2 separate regions of the Mus musculus genome follow, and region 1 is linked to region 2. Evidence: chromatin contacts called from public HiChIP or PLAC-seq data. All regions are on one chromosome and are shown on one strand. The core of a region is the stretch at or near the end of the contact, and the rest is flanking DNA. Distances in the headings are between cores, read along the strand shown.

Region 1 (6,542 bases), core at 3,181-5,680, 590 kb before region 2:
ATGCAGGTTCCAGGGATGGAACGCAAGGTTCTCAGGCTTGGCAGCAAGCACCTTTACCTGCTGAGCCACCTCACTGTCCTTGAAGAGTAACTTTAAACAGTGCTGTGTTCTGGGAGCCCCAAAATTCCTCCAAGGCATTTACTAAGAACATCTGGAGGCATTGGCTGGGAAAGACAGTTACCTACAGGCATGGGTTTCAGGCTTCTGATTGGTCCACATCTAACGAAGTGTCAGTTGGGCGTACAGTATTAACTCCAGAATAACTTTGCAGTGCAATGTGGCTGCTAAACGGCTTTCTCTCTGGCCTCCTGAGTCACGATGGCCCCTCTGAACGGAGCATTAGAAAAGAACCCTGTCAGGGTCAGAGCACTTGAACGGTGTATAAGCTCCACAGAACAGAGCTTTGGCTGACGGCTGCCAAGAAACTTCTGGGTGGCCTCTAAGTCAACAACAAGCAGAAAGTTTGTGGTGTGTCACCTGCCCAAAACATGACACTCTTACTTTTTCTAGTGGCTGTACCCAGCCTGGCTCCTGGGACATCTGCAGCCCCGCTGGCATCCTGATTTGTTTGAGTAGACTTATACCTTGTACCACAGAACCCCTCAATTGCTTTCACTGAAACTTGACAATAGAAATCAGCTCTCATGACCTGCAGGTCTGACATTTAGGAAAACCAGCTTCTAAAAAATACTAAACCATCCTGACTGTGTCGCTTAGTAAGTGTATTTCCTCTACGATGGCAGCACGGACTCGGTTTTGAACTGGCTTAGACTCATCTCTCACAGGCTTGGGAACTATTGTCTTTGTGAATAAACTGGTCAAGGAGGAACACACCCCGAGATGTCACCACTGAGCCGTCCTCCTGGAGAAACGTGGCAAGGCCCGATCACCATGGAAACTGGGACCTCTCACAGCATAGCACAAGTGCAGAATGGCCACCCATCTTTATTAACGTCTGACTGGGGCTGGAGAGAGGGCTCAGTGGGTGAAGAGACTTGCGATGGGAGAACCTGATGACCCAGGGTCAGGCCTCGGAACCCACACAAAGCTGTACAACTCTACACACCTACTGTGGCGCACACAGCCACCCAACAGCAGATACACACAAAACGAGCAGAAGAAAAACCCGCAAAAATCTCCATATTCAATTTGACTATCTTTGGAATTCTTCATTAAGGTTTTCACGAAATACAAAGCTCAAACATAATTGCCTACATCCACCACAAAATAGAATCAAGTAAGTGGTTAGCACACAAACATAACGATCTTTTTCATTTTTAAAAATATAAATAACAAAAACGTTCAGGGGTTTTACAGTTTTCTTAACGTGTGTGTGTGTGTGTGTGTGTGTGTGTGTGTGTGTGTGTGTGTGTGTCTTTTTAAGGCTTTGTGTTGCAGACTGGTACTTGTGCCCTGGTATCAGGGTGCACTGCCCACCAGCAAGGAAGGCCGCTGTGGATACATTCCTGAGGGTGCCACACACCCATCTCCGCCGCCTCAGCCTGGGGAAACCCGTGCCAGACACCCTCCATCAGGCCGCAGGTCACCGACTCTCTTCCACAGAGCGTGCAAGCTCGCAGAAGACCAACCGTGAAAGGCAAGAGAGATTCCTGGAAAGCCTCTTCCTGTTACTCAGGAAGCCCCCAGTAACCCACAACTCAAACCGCAGTTTGTAGTGAAATCGCTTTCAGATTGAACAGTGGTGAGAGTGGCAGCTTTTGCCCAGGGCTTACAGGAGCGATTAAAGAGGAGAGGTCAACGTTGGGAAAACACCACCGAATACAGATGTCCCCCCAGGAGTCCCATGGCCGGTGAGGGCTGGAGGGAGGGAGATGGCCCCTGCCTTGGGCCTGAAGTCCGAGGGAAGCGACTCCAGCAGGCACCTGACCTGCTCCTGGCCCAGCTTTATCTTGTCATCCAGCTTCCGCTGCTCAATGAGGAGTGTGGACTTCATCTTCACGAAGTGCTGGTAGTCCTGCAGCTGCTCGGCGGACAGGTAGTTGGCCAGGATATCCAGCACCACGCGCTCCCTCCGGTCCAGGTTCTCCTTGAGCTCCCGTGCATCCTCATGCTGGCCAGCCAGAACCTTCCTTTTCTCGTTCAGAGAACTCTGCCAGGGTAAAATGAACAGGTAAGGCAGCCATAAGACAAGGAGGCAGACTCCTGCCTCTCACAGGGCTGCAAACCAGTGCTCTACTCAACAGTGCGAAGGATGGATGGATGTACCTATAGCCATTATTACTATCTGTTTTCTCTCCTTATGTTGAACACTCTGTGGTGGGTAAATGGCTGTGGTAACAACCTGCCCTTTTTAGCTCTACACTTACTGAGCCAATCCTCAAGTTCTCTGAGTACTTTGTGCCCCACCTCTCCATCTGCTGAATAAAAACTTTGCAGGGGGCTGGAGAGATGGAGCCCTGGTTCGGAGCACAGACTGACTGTTGTAGAACATCTGAATTCAATTCCTAGCACCCACATGGCAGTAACAATGGTCTCCAACTCCAGGGCCAGGACAATCCATGCCCTTTTCTGGCCTCTTCTGGTAATGCACATGGGGAGCATATATATATATATATACACACACATATATATATATATATATGCCTATTAGCTTATATATATGTGTGTGTATTTGCCTATTAGCATATATATATATGCATATACATATATATACATATTTATACATATATATATATATGCTAAAAAAGGTTTTTAAACCATCTGCAGGCAGGGCTCTGAACTCCGTGCCTCCCAATCTGTAACAATGGGGATATATTCCTCATCTTTAACAAAACCAACATCCCTGCCACCCCGGGCTGCTGCTTGGCCTCTATCCATGAGTAAAACTCTGTTCAAGAAGGACGTTGGTGTCGTACTTCAGAGTTTCCCACACCAGCCCAGTAGTAAGCTGCCGCCTCTTCGGGGCCCATCGACTTCCTGGAAATACTTCATGTGTCCTGCATCTGATATGCCGACACAGTGTAAACGCCACAGTAAGTACTTTAAAAGAGTTTTGAATTGAATAGTTTTCAGACCTTTCAGGACAACATGAGTGAGACAATGTAAGATGGAATCCAATCGTGAAGTGCAGTGACTTACACATCCCTCAGTACAAATTACCTGACCTAGGACTGCTAAAGGGTCACGTGACTCTGCCTCAAATCCCCTATCTGACAAGTCAGGTGGCGGCTCACTATGTAGCCCTGGCTGGCTTGGAAAGCCATGTAGACAAGGCTGGACTTGAACTCAGCAATCTGCCTTCCTCAGCCTCTCCAAGGGATTCAAGGTGTGTGCCGCCGCCAGCACCACCGCCAGCACCACGCCCAGCTAGCTCATAGGATTTCTATAATAATCCTAGAAAACAGTACAAAGTTAGTGGGTGAATTTTATCAATATCCCCACTCTGACAGTTCTTTCCCTAATCACTCTGAGGCTTGAATTAAACATGCTGTGTCTGATTCACCATGAAGAGAAGTCTGAGGCACAGCCTGAGCTCCTAGCACTGTCGCCATCAAAGCTTCGCACACTCCTCACTGCGGCTCAGATCAAACACTGCAGCTCTGAAGCCTATGGACCTCCCTTCCTTCCCCTCCCCTCCCCTCCCCTCCCCTCCCCTCCCCTCCCCTCCCCCTGTCATCATGGCACGTGGAGACGCTGAGTTTGGTACTGACTGGGTCAGCTGTCCTCTTTCTACTGAGATTTTTGTTTTTAGAGAGGTCAAGCACTAATGCAGCATGGTAGGGATTCAGGACACTGCACATGAAGCGCAAAGCCAAGTGTCTGTCACAACAGCACTGTCCCTCCAGTGGAGGACAGCACAGTCGTGCCCACGTACCTGCCCACGGCTGGGCCCATCGTGCAGATTCCCTGAAGCTCACTTCTGCCCTCTTATCCCAGTGGTTCTGTGGTCCTCCTCTCCTTTAAGCGTCTAATGTGTTTTTATCTCTGCGAGGAAGGAGAGGCCCTAGGCCCTGTGCATCTGCCCAGAGTATCCACACTGAATCCTGCCTAGCAGGTGCTCTCTCAACCCACAGCGATGGTCATCCCGGAGAAGTGTCTCTATGGACAGAGGGCTCAGACGGTAACCTGCTAGGCCACATACCCTTTCCTCTTTGCTGGCGTCTTCACCAAGGCCTCTGAGGACGTTCTCCACGCGGGCCAGGCGTCCAGACAGGGACAGCAGCAGGTTGACCACCTTGTCCAGGTCCCCTATGAACATCTTGTACTTGTCAAACTCGTTGGGTTTGCAGAGCTCACTGATCAGAGCCTCCACCTCCTCTCCCAGGGCATTGTTCAGCTTGATGTCCGTGAGCAGGCTCCCCTTGGCTTCCTGGAGGCTCTCCAGCTTGTGGGTAAGGCTTCCGATAAGCTCAGCCTAGAATGGTGAGAGACACAGAGCCAAGCTGAGCCAGGGCTGCTGCTGGAATGTGGATGGGCACTCCCGGCCCCGCCCTTGCCGTCAAGGTTCAGCTAAAAGCTCTTCAGCTCTGTGGGGACTGATGACTCAAATCAGAACTTTTTTTTTCTTTTTCCTTTGCCTTTCCCTGAATGTCTACAACTGCCATTCTTTGAGCCTATTCAGAGTTCCCCAGCCCACACCTGATTATACACGCACTAGTCATATTCCTCACTGTGTAATGCTGCATACAGTTCTGCCTTTCCAACTGGTTTGTTAACTTCTCATTCAATGTCCTTTCTTTCTTACTAGGCACAATACCACGAGCAAGAAAGGAGGGGCGGGGTGAACATCCTCGGCTACAAACGAGCAGCCACGGAACCGGAGTGAAGGGCCTCCAGCACCCACGGTCTGAGAGCTGAGCTGGATAGCTGGCCTTGGGCAGTTACTATGAGCTACAGGTTCTGCCTCATCTAGTCCTCCGCATACAGCGGGGAGGGTGAGACTTGGGGATGCGCCCACCTCAGGCCCATGCATCACCAGATGGGCTCTCACATGACCATTACACACACTGATGGTGACACTGTATCAGAAAGCCACTCAGCTTTGCCTTTTAACTAAATCTGGACCTGCTTGCCACAACTATGTAACGTAAGCCTCTAACTACTAATTTCTGAAGAGAAGCTCTGGCTTAAACAGTGACATCCTGTTGTCAGTTCAACTTTCCAGATCTCCGTGGCTACAGGCAGCTTAACTGACACAAACCTCACTTCTAAGGGAAAAGCTGTAAGGTGTCTAAGCATTTCCTCAACAGAAGACTCGGCCCACGGTAACATGAGTGGGAGGGAAAAAGTAATTAGGGTTAATTATGCTATTACCCTCCCCCCCAAAAGCATCCTCCGCTGGCAGCCATCACTGTGGGACAGCGCAGCAGACTTCAGTAACAAGCTGCCCACTAGCACAGAGCTTGGATAAGTTTGTGCCTATGAAGAGACAAGCTGAAGGCAACACGGGTGGGAAACAGCAGACACTGCCAGGTCAGGTCAGGTCGCCCAGTCAGCCCTGGTCTTTTTTAACCTTGCAGGTACAGCTGCCAGGCTGGGCACTCAAAGTATTAGCAGAGAGTACTCTTCTCAGCCAGGCATGTTGGTGAGCTCCTGCAGTCCTGGCACTTAAGGATGGCTGTGAGTTCAAGGCCAAGGCCTGGAACACAGTGAGTTCCAGGGGAGCTGTGGCTATACAGCAAGACCTTGCTCAGGTCTGACCCAGGGTGGGCAACCTGGCCCAGTAGGTGGGGGTGCTTGTATAAGCCTTACTAATACCCAGGTCCCCCGTTCTTCTGCTAGTCTGCTGGAGTCAGCTTGCTGGCTCTCAGGCCCTAAGCAGTGCGCATGCTGGGAGGTAGGCAGCTTGGTGCATGGGACTCATATGGCACTCTGAGGCCAGAGTCCACGTCCAGTCAGCTGGGTCTTTCTATCCAGACCCAGCTCTGGTGTTTGACGGCGTGGACACTGGGCAGAGCCACACAAACACAGCACAGAAGCCTGGGCACATTCTGTACATTACAGTAAGGCAGTGCAGAGACTGGGCAGGCACCCAGTCGGCCCTGCCTCACCGTTAGGTATGTGGATGCAATGCCTGCCAGCTTTTGATCACCAGGTCTTTAACTATGGAGACCTGGGCTGAGACTATAGTGAAGAGGTTCTGAGCAACCGCAGGCATCAGGGGGAAGCCAGCAGTGCTGCCAACATTTCTGTGCCAGGATGATCCTTTTTAAAAAATAACAAAATCCAACTTTAACAGAACTCATTTAGGGCAGGAGAAGGGAATAATATTTAAATTTTCTTTATCATTTATACATGTAACGGCTTGTATGTATGTACACCACGTGTGTGTATATAGATGCCTTTGAAACCAGAAGAGAGAGTCTGATTCCCCAAGAGCTGGAGTTACAGGAGCTGTGAGCCACTCAGTATGGTTGCAGGGAATCCTCTGCAGGAGCAGCAAGTGCTCTTAACGGCAGCCATCTCCTCGGCCCATGAAAGAGAGAATTTTAATACTATACTAGTCTCTCCCGGGAGCTACGGAACTTGTAGGCCACTGACATTCACCCACTTAGCTTCACATCTGACAAACTGCTAACCCA
Region 2 (6,494 bases), core at 94-2,593:
TCTGTAGCTCAAACTCAGTCAATTTAGGGTTATGGTTAAAAACAAAACAAAACAAAACAAAACAACAACAACAAAACCACCCACAGCTTAACAGAGCAAACCACACAGTAGATTTAACACAGCCAATAAGAGTCTCTTAAGGGCAGGAACAAGCTGGAGACAGCTGACACCAGACAGTGTAAACAGGTACAGTAGATCTAACTCTCAATACCCGTTTATCAGGAGCTGAGGTCATGGCTCAATGCAGCAGATATTTGCCTGGCAGAGATGAGGTCTGGAGTCCACATCCCAGAACCCACATAAAAGCCAGGCCGATGTGACAGAGCTCCCATAGTCCCAGTGCCAGGGCATCCTTAAGGATATCCTCAGGGCAAGCTGGGTAACTAGACCAGCCGGAATTGGCATGCTCTGGGTTCAGCAAGAAAACCCACCTAAACCAATAAAATGGAGGAATTCAGGAAGACGATCGGCATCAACTTCAGCCCTCTGCATGCATATATATGTGTACGCAATGACATGTGAACATGCGAACACACAAAATAAACAGCTTTTTAAATCTCCGATCTCTGGGAGCTGAAAGCTGTCTCTCTCCCTCTCCCTTTCAGACACTAAAGTGAGTCCCTTTAGCACCAGACGTTCAGCACAGCCTGTGTGTGTGAGCTGAGCCGCAGCTGTGACTCTGTCCCTGCTGGCAAGGCAGGGAACCATGACTCATAATGGTTCTCTCAAGCATGGGGTGGTCAGTCAGACAGTGGGGACTACTGCAACGGCCCCTCCTTCCTGTGCGCATGCCCAATGCTGTAATGTCTGGGACAGCACACATCAAACACGAAGTGGTGCTTATAAAATGTGACCCCCTGACAGATCTATTTCAGATACCAGACAGCATAAGCGGAATGCGGGTTTTGAAAACATTTTCTATGTCAAATTATAGGAAGATTAAGCTTAAGTTCAGAAACAACTTTTTTTTTCTTCTTCTTCAAAAATCACCCTCATTTTGGGGTTCTTTTAGGCAACAAAAAAAATGCACATTTTTTTTCTGTGTTTTCGTGGACTTTTGTGTTTTTATGATTTCTTTCTAGTTTCTATTTGTTTCCTTCATTGTGGTCTTACTCAGGGTCTGACAGACACTCTGAACACAGTGTATAGGGTTTTCCTGACTACTGGGTCAGTATTGTAATGTCAGGAAATCACAGTGGTAATGTCTTAACAATAACAAAATTCACTACGCTCTCTAAGATGACTGTGTTGTTATAGAAAAGAACAGCAGGTGTTGTACTGCCATAAGGTTACAGGATCTGCATTTGGCTATCGCTCTCTTCAGTCCCGGCACGTTATTCTGGACTTCTGGCAATCTTTTCCATAGGAGTGAGTCATCCGTCTTCTATAACCTCAAACAGGATCCTGTTACATCACGCTGATTTCTAATAAAAGGAGATGTTAGAGTTTCCATTTCTGGTCCACGTTTCGCAACTGAACTGAAGGAAAGACCTTGGCACTGACATTTGGTGGGGGGGGGGGGGTCCCTGTGCATTTCTGAAACTTACTGAATGGAGAGTTAACGGTATACTTAGGTGACGTGCATTCATCTCTTTAGATCCGGAAACTATGCAGGGAATTTTGGGACTCAATCATAGAGCCTACAGATACATTAGGCAAGCGTTCTACCTCTGAGCTGCACCCTCAGCCCTGGTGTTTTAAAGTCAACAAGTCATCTCGAAGCATTGCTAAAGCTCACATGGACCACACTGTGTGGCTAAGTTTTTATTGTCAACTTGACACTGCCTAATGCGACCTGGTAAGAGGGAAACCCTAACTGAAGAACTGCATCCATCAGACTGCCTTGTGGTCAGGTCTGTCTTGATTCCTGGCTCATGTGAGGAGGGCCCACCCCACTGTGGGCAGAACTATTCCTCAGAAGTCTTGGGATGTGTGTTGAAGTGAGCGAGAAGCAAGGCAGTGGGGAGGAGAAACAGTATTCTTCCACAGTCCTGCTTCAGGGCCTGCTTGAGCTCCTGCCCTGGCTTCCCTCAATGTCAGACTGTGACCTATAAGCGGAAATAAGCCCTTTTCCTCCCAGGTTCTTCCAGTCATAGTGTTTTATTACAGGAACAGAAAGCTCAGTAGACCACACAGATAATACTTTAAAAAAAAAAAAAAAAGACAGAAATTAGACTCATTTCCTGGGATATTCCTTTAAATTCAATGGGAAACTTTTAAGTAGGTGGCCAATATAGTCCAACTTGAGAAATAACAACAAAAGAGGCCGATAGCACTGGGAGGACAGAACGTGGCGTTTAGGAGGCTGGAGGGATGGCTCAGTGGTTAAGAGAACAAACTGCTCTTCTAGAGGACCCGAGTTCAGTTCTCAGCACTCATAGTGGGGGCTCGGGACCACCTGGAACGTCAGCTCTGTGAAGCAAAATCATGGTTCCTGCTGTTGTCCTTCACCCTGAGCTACTTTAGAGTGAGCATCGCGGCAGCCAGGACACACGAAACATGCAATGCGTGCACTCACTAGGTCCTCCCGTCCAGTATGGCAGTTAATAAGCACCTATGAGCACCAAGTCTTTGGCATGCGATTGGTCCAATTTGAACACTTAATCAAAAAATAAATAAAATCTCACTTTATTTATTGTTCATTAGGCAATAGATTTTATGATTTGAGTTACATAAAATATTTTGCTTAAATTATTTTCAGTTGCTTTTACTTTTCAAATGTGGCTACTGGAGACTTAAAACCACGGATGTAATTTACATTTTTCCTGGATAAGCTAGGCGAGGAGTCAGTGCTATAAAATTAGAAGAAATATTCATTATAGAATATGAAAAGATGTTATTTAAAAAAAAATAAGCAAAAACCGAGGCATGCTGGCACATGCTATATCCTTATATTCTCAGCATTTGAAAGGATTAGGCCAACCTGAGCTCCATAGCAAGAGAGCACATTAAAAAAAAAATCATAAAGATAAGATGGTGATTTAAAGAGCTCAAAACAGGAAATGAGTGGGACACTCCCGGTCAGATACACCAATATTTACACAGAGAGATCAGGAGATCTCTAGGTGAGGGGTATTCCCAAAGAAAGCCTTTCTCCTGCGACACCAGACTGTCGGGCTGGGAGCAAGTCAGAACAAATCCTAAAGACCCTCCTATCGGAACCCTCCTCCACCTGTCTGCAGAGCAAACAGAAATCCTACGCACAAGGCCAAAGGTTACCAATCTGCAGTGCACAAGAAGGAATCTGGTGACCGTATCTGTAAGAATGCCAGGGCTGTCAATACATTTGAACATTAATGAACATTTGTTAGACTGAGGTAAAGGGTGGCATTTTCCAGGAAACTGGATTACTGACAGGAAGCCCAGAGAGAACACCTGCCCACCCTTAGGCTGGGCTTTTCCTTAGCTGCTGGAAACCGGGTAAGAAAGTGAACAGCCCCTGCCTGCCTCGGCTCGCCCTGCTGTCACATCTGTCATCTGAGGACCAGAAGTGGATGTTGAAAGACACCTTCCTTGGCATTTACAGTGTGCTTTCTCTCTAAGGGAAAGTAGAAGCGGCCATATGCATATGGTGGGCACAGCCCCTCCACTTCCAGGGTGACACAGGGTAACAGCAGCGGCCCTACAGGTCACCTGTGTTATGTCACCGTCAGGGAGGAAGAAGGGCCTTTTTTCACTCTGTTCCTGCACTCTCCTAAATGATCTACAAATACAGAATACATCTACAAATAAATGATGTACAAATACAGAACTTGCTTTGTAGACCAGGCTGGTCTTCAGTTCACAATCTGCCTGCCTCTACCTCCCGAGTGTTGGGATTAAAGGTGCACACCGTCACCACAGCCACCAGCGGCAGCCTTAAGGTCTGTTTTTAAAAAATGCCCTAGATTTGAACTTGCTAGTTTTTTTATAAGTGACACACCTAAGTCAGATTCAGAAAACTTAAGAGGAACAAGGGGCAATGATATTTTTTTCAATCTTAGAAAAGTGTTTCCTTTTTATTAGTCACAAGACTCGGGGAACATTATTTTTGCATTCATGGGAGGGCGATGGTGGGGAGGTGAGAGAGGTCTCACACCATCGCCCAGAATGTCCTGGAACTCACTATGTAGTCCAGACTAGCCTTGAACTCACAGCAATCCTCCTGCCATAACCCCCCAGTTTCTGAGACTACAGTCATGAGCTGTCACACACATTCTCGAAGGTTTAAAAGCTCATAAGGATGCAGGGAAACAGAGCTGTTCTTAGGGGTACACAGCAGGCGCTCTTTTAACATATCATGGCGTCTCAGAATGGCTTCTTTAAAAAATGATCAACCCTAGGCCTCCTGCGGCCAGCAGGTCCATGGGAAATAGTGAAAAGAGGTGGGGAGGCAGCCCCCACAGGAGATGGTGATTTCACTTTAAGAATACGCTGGAACAACCTCCTGTGCCATCTGGTGCCATCCGTGTGAACTGTGACATGCCCTTCCCTTTGGTTAATCGTCCAAAGTCAGAGAGCTCAAAGTCTTCTGGAAGTGGCAAGCCGGGCCTCCTCCTCTTCCTTACTGGTTTGACCATGTCTCCGGTCAGCTTTCTCAGGAATGACGAGACTAGCCTCACTGCCCAGGGCCACCCTTCCAATTTGCAAAGGAAACTTCTTTTTAATTCTGTGGAAAATTTTTTCTCCTATGTCAAGTTCAACATAAAAAATGTGCTGCTTCAGGCCGGGCAATCTGACGTCCCAGGGCTCTGTAATTCCAACAGTTCTATCTGCTGCTCCTGTGTCTGGGAGATGAAGGCATCTTTAATGTCATCTGTCACACGGCAGCTGAGGGGCACAGAAATGACCAGAAGCTGGAGGCGATGGCTCCTATCATTTCTTGACTCTTAAAGAAGCGTTTCAGAGTAACCTTAGACTTCTCCACGTCGTCTTCCGCCACCTCGGCCGAAAGCTCCGAAACTGACCGGTAGTGTACAGTAGGCGGGATGGGTCATCAGAGAAGCCTCCTTTGGCCAGGGCAAGGTAGAAATGTGTGCCAGTGATGACCACCAGATGTTTTTGGACTTCAGGGCTCGCAGGCAAGATGGAAAGACCTGTTGGAGGCTTGTTATCCCTTCCTGTGGATGATTTTTTCCTTACCTGCTTTTCATTCAAATCGCACACACTGACAGGCTGGCTGGCTCTTCCTCGAGGGGCAAGGATTTGTTCTCTAGCTGCGTGCTTCCTAGATTCTCCGGAGGGGTTCTCAGGGACACCGGGAGGCTGCTTACCAGCTCCGCTCCAGCCATCAGCCTCATGAGAATAGTACTGAATGCATAAAGAGCCTTTTTCTTTTCTGGATTTCCAACATTGGCCAGCGCTACGAAGCAAGTGGCACGCTGCAAGTCTTCTTGTTTCCAAAATGGTTTCTAGTGTGGGAAGTCTCTCGTTATACGAATTTTTCAAAGCAACAAAATGATACCTTGTTTTCAAGCTTGGGCAAGTCTGGAGACCAAAGCAGAGACTCTCTCTCTCTCTCTCTCTCTCTCTCTCTCTTGCTCTCTCTCTTGCTCTCTCTCGCTCTCTCTCTCTTTTGTATCTAGTTCTCAAGAAGAATTCCCAAAGTTCCCCTACATACTTGGGTATTGGGGACATGAGCAAGACATCAACACCCTTAAACTGGGATGCCGAACACAGCCTTGTTCTCAGGGAAGGCGAATCCTTGGGATGAAAAGTGTACCCTAAGGACTCTGTCCTACTGAGGTGTACAATCTGCAGCCCCCATCTTCCAGTGAAGACGATGCCTTTTCCATCCAGGTAAGTGATGTTTTCAGTGTAATTCATACCCATCAGCATCCTGGGACTATTTTTTACTGTTTCCTGGTCATCGGCACCAAGCACGAATGTCTGAATAGGAGCTTGCTTGTTGCCAGTCTTAAATTCCTCCCACTCCACATCTTGGGTAGAGCATATATATATATATATATATATATATATATATATGTGTGTGTGTGTGTGTGTGTGTGTTCCCGCTTATCTTTTCAATTGTCTGAATTCTATTCAATAAAACATCAAGCTTTTTCTTCAACATCTCCACAAGCCAGGAGATGCAGTGGTTCTGAGCTGGCGGTAATGACAGCCTGTGCTGGGTCAGCCACCCAAAGCTAGGAACACGAATGAGCACTCGAGGTTGCAACGCCGGTGATTTTGTTTTTATAGTCCTTGATAGGACGTATACAAGCATACAACTCAGTGCAACTAAGAGATGCCTTTTTTTAAAAAAGAAGGGAAAAGTGTAAAATTAAAAAAAAAATAGACACAATGTACAGCTATGGGGAGAGTGTTTCAGGCATGAAATTGGAAGGAAAAAAAAAAGTAAAGATAGATGAAGGTCACCTGGTATGTATAATATATGCCTTATCCATATATGTGTGGTTATGTGAGGGAGGCAGGATGAGCTGCCTGGAACTGGGACCATCTTCCTGAGTTGGTGGGACTCTGCCCAGAATCCCTACACAATCAAAGCATTTCTA

The links. HiChIP or PLAC-seq counts read pairs in DNA pulled down with a chosen protein or histone mark.
Region 1: a contact with region 2 is called in a FOXA1 HiChIP or PLAC-seq map of pancreatic cancer cells. The contact joins two enhancer-like sites. A contact is called at or near these places in 2 of 115 datasets of contacts at active chromatin or transcription factors (memory CD8 T cells and pancreatic cancer cells).

The regions. Positions count from the first base shown.
Region 1 is chr5:92,959,924-92,966,465 of GRCm38.p6, reverse strand. Shroom3 (shroom family member 3) reads right to left here. Exons shown (of 11, transcript NM_015756.2): 10 at 4,103-4,375; 11 at 707-2,110. The coding sequence ends at 1,742. Among named protein-coding and RNA genes, the nearest start is that of Gm36764, 46 kb to the left of the region's middle. Within about 2 kb of position 4,430, at least 91 of the 459 cell types and tissues checked have an H3K27ac peak or open chromatin away from gene starts, as enhancers often do. A contact at or near this core is called in pancreatic cancer cells, where this site is marked.
Region 2 is chr5:92,363,495-92,369,988 of GRCm38.p6, reverse strand. It overlaps a transcript of Art3 not described here and the pseudogene Gm2673. Among named protein-coding and RNA genes, the nearest start is that of Cxcl10, 18 kb to the right of the region's middle. Within about 2 kb of position 1,343, at least 64 of the 459 cell types and tissues checked have an H3K27ac peak or open chromatin away from gene starts, as enhancers often do. A contact at or near this core is called in pancreatic cancer cells, where this site is marked.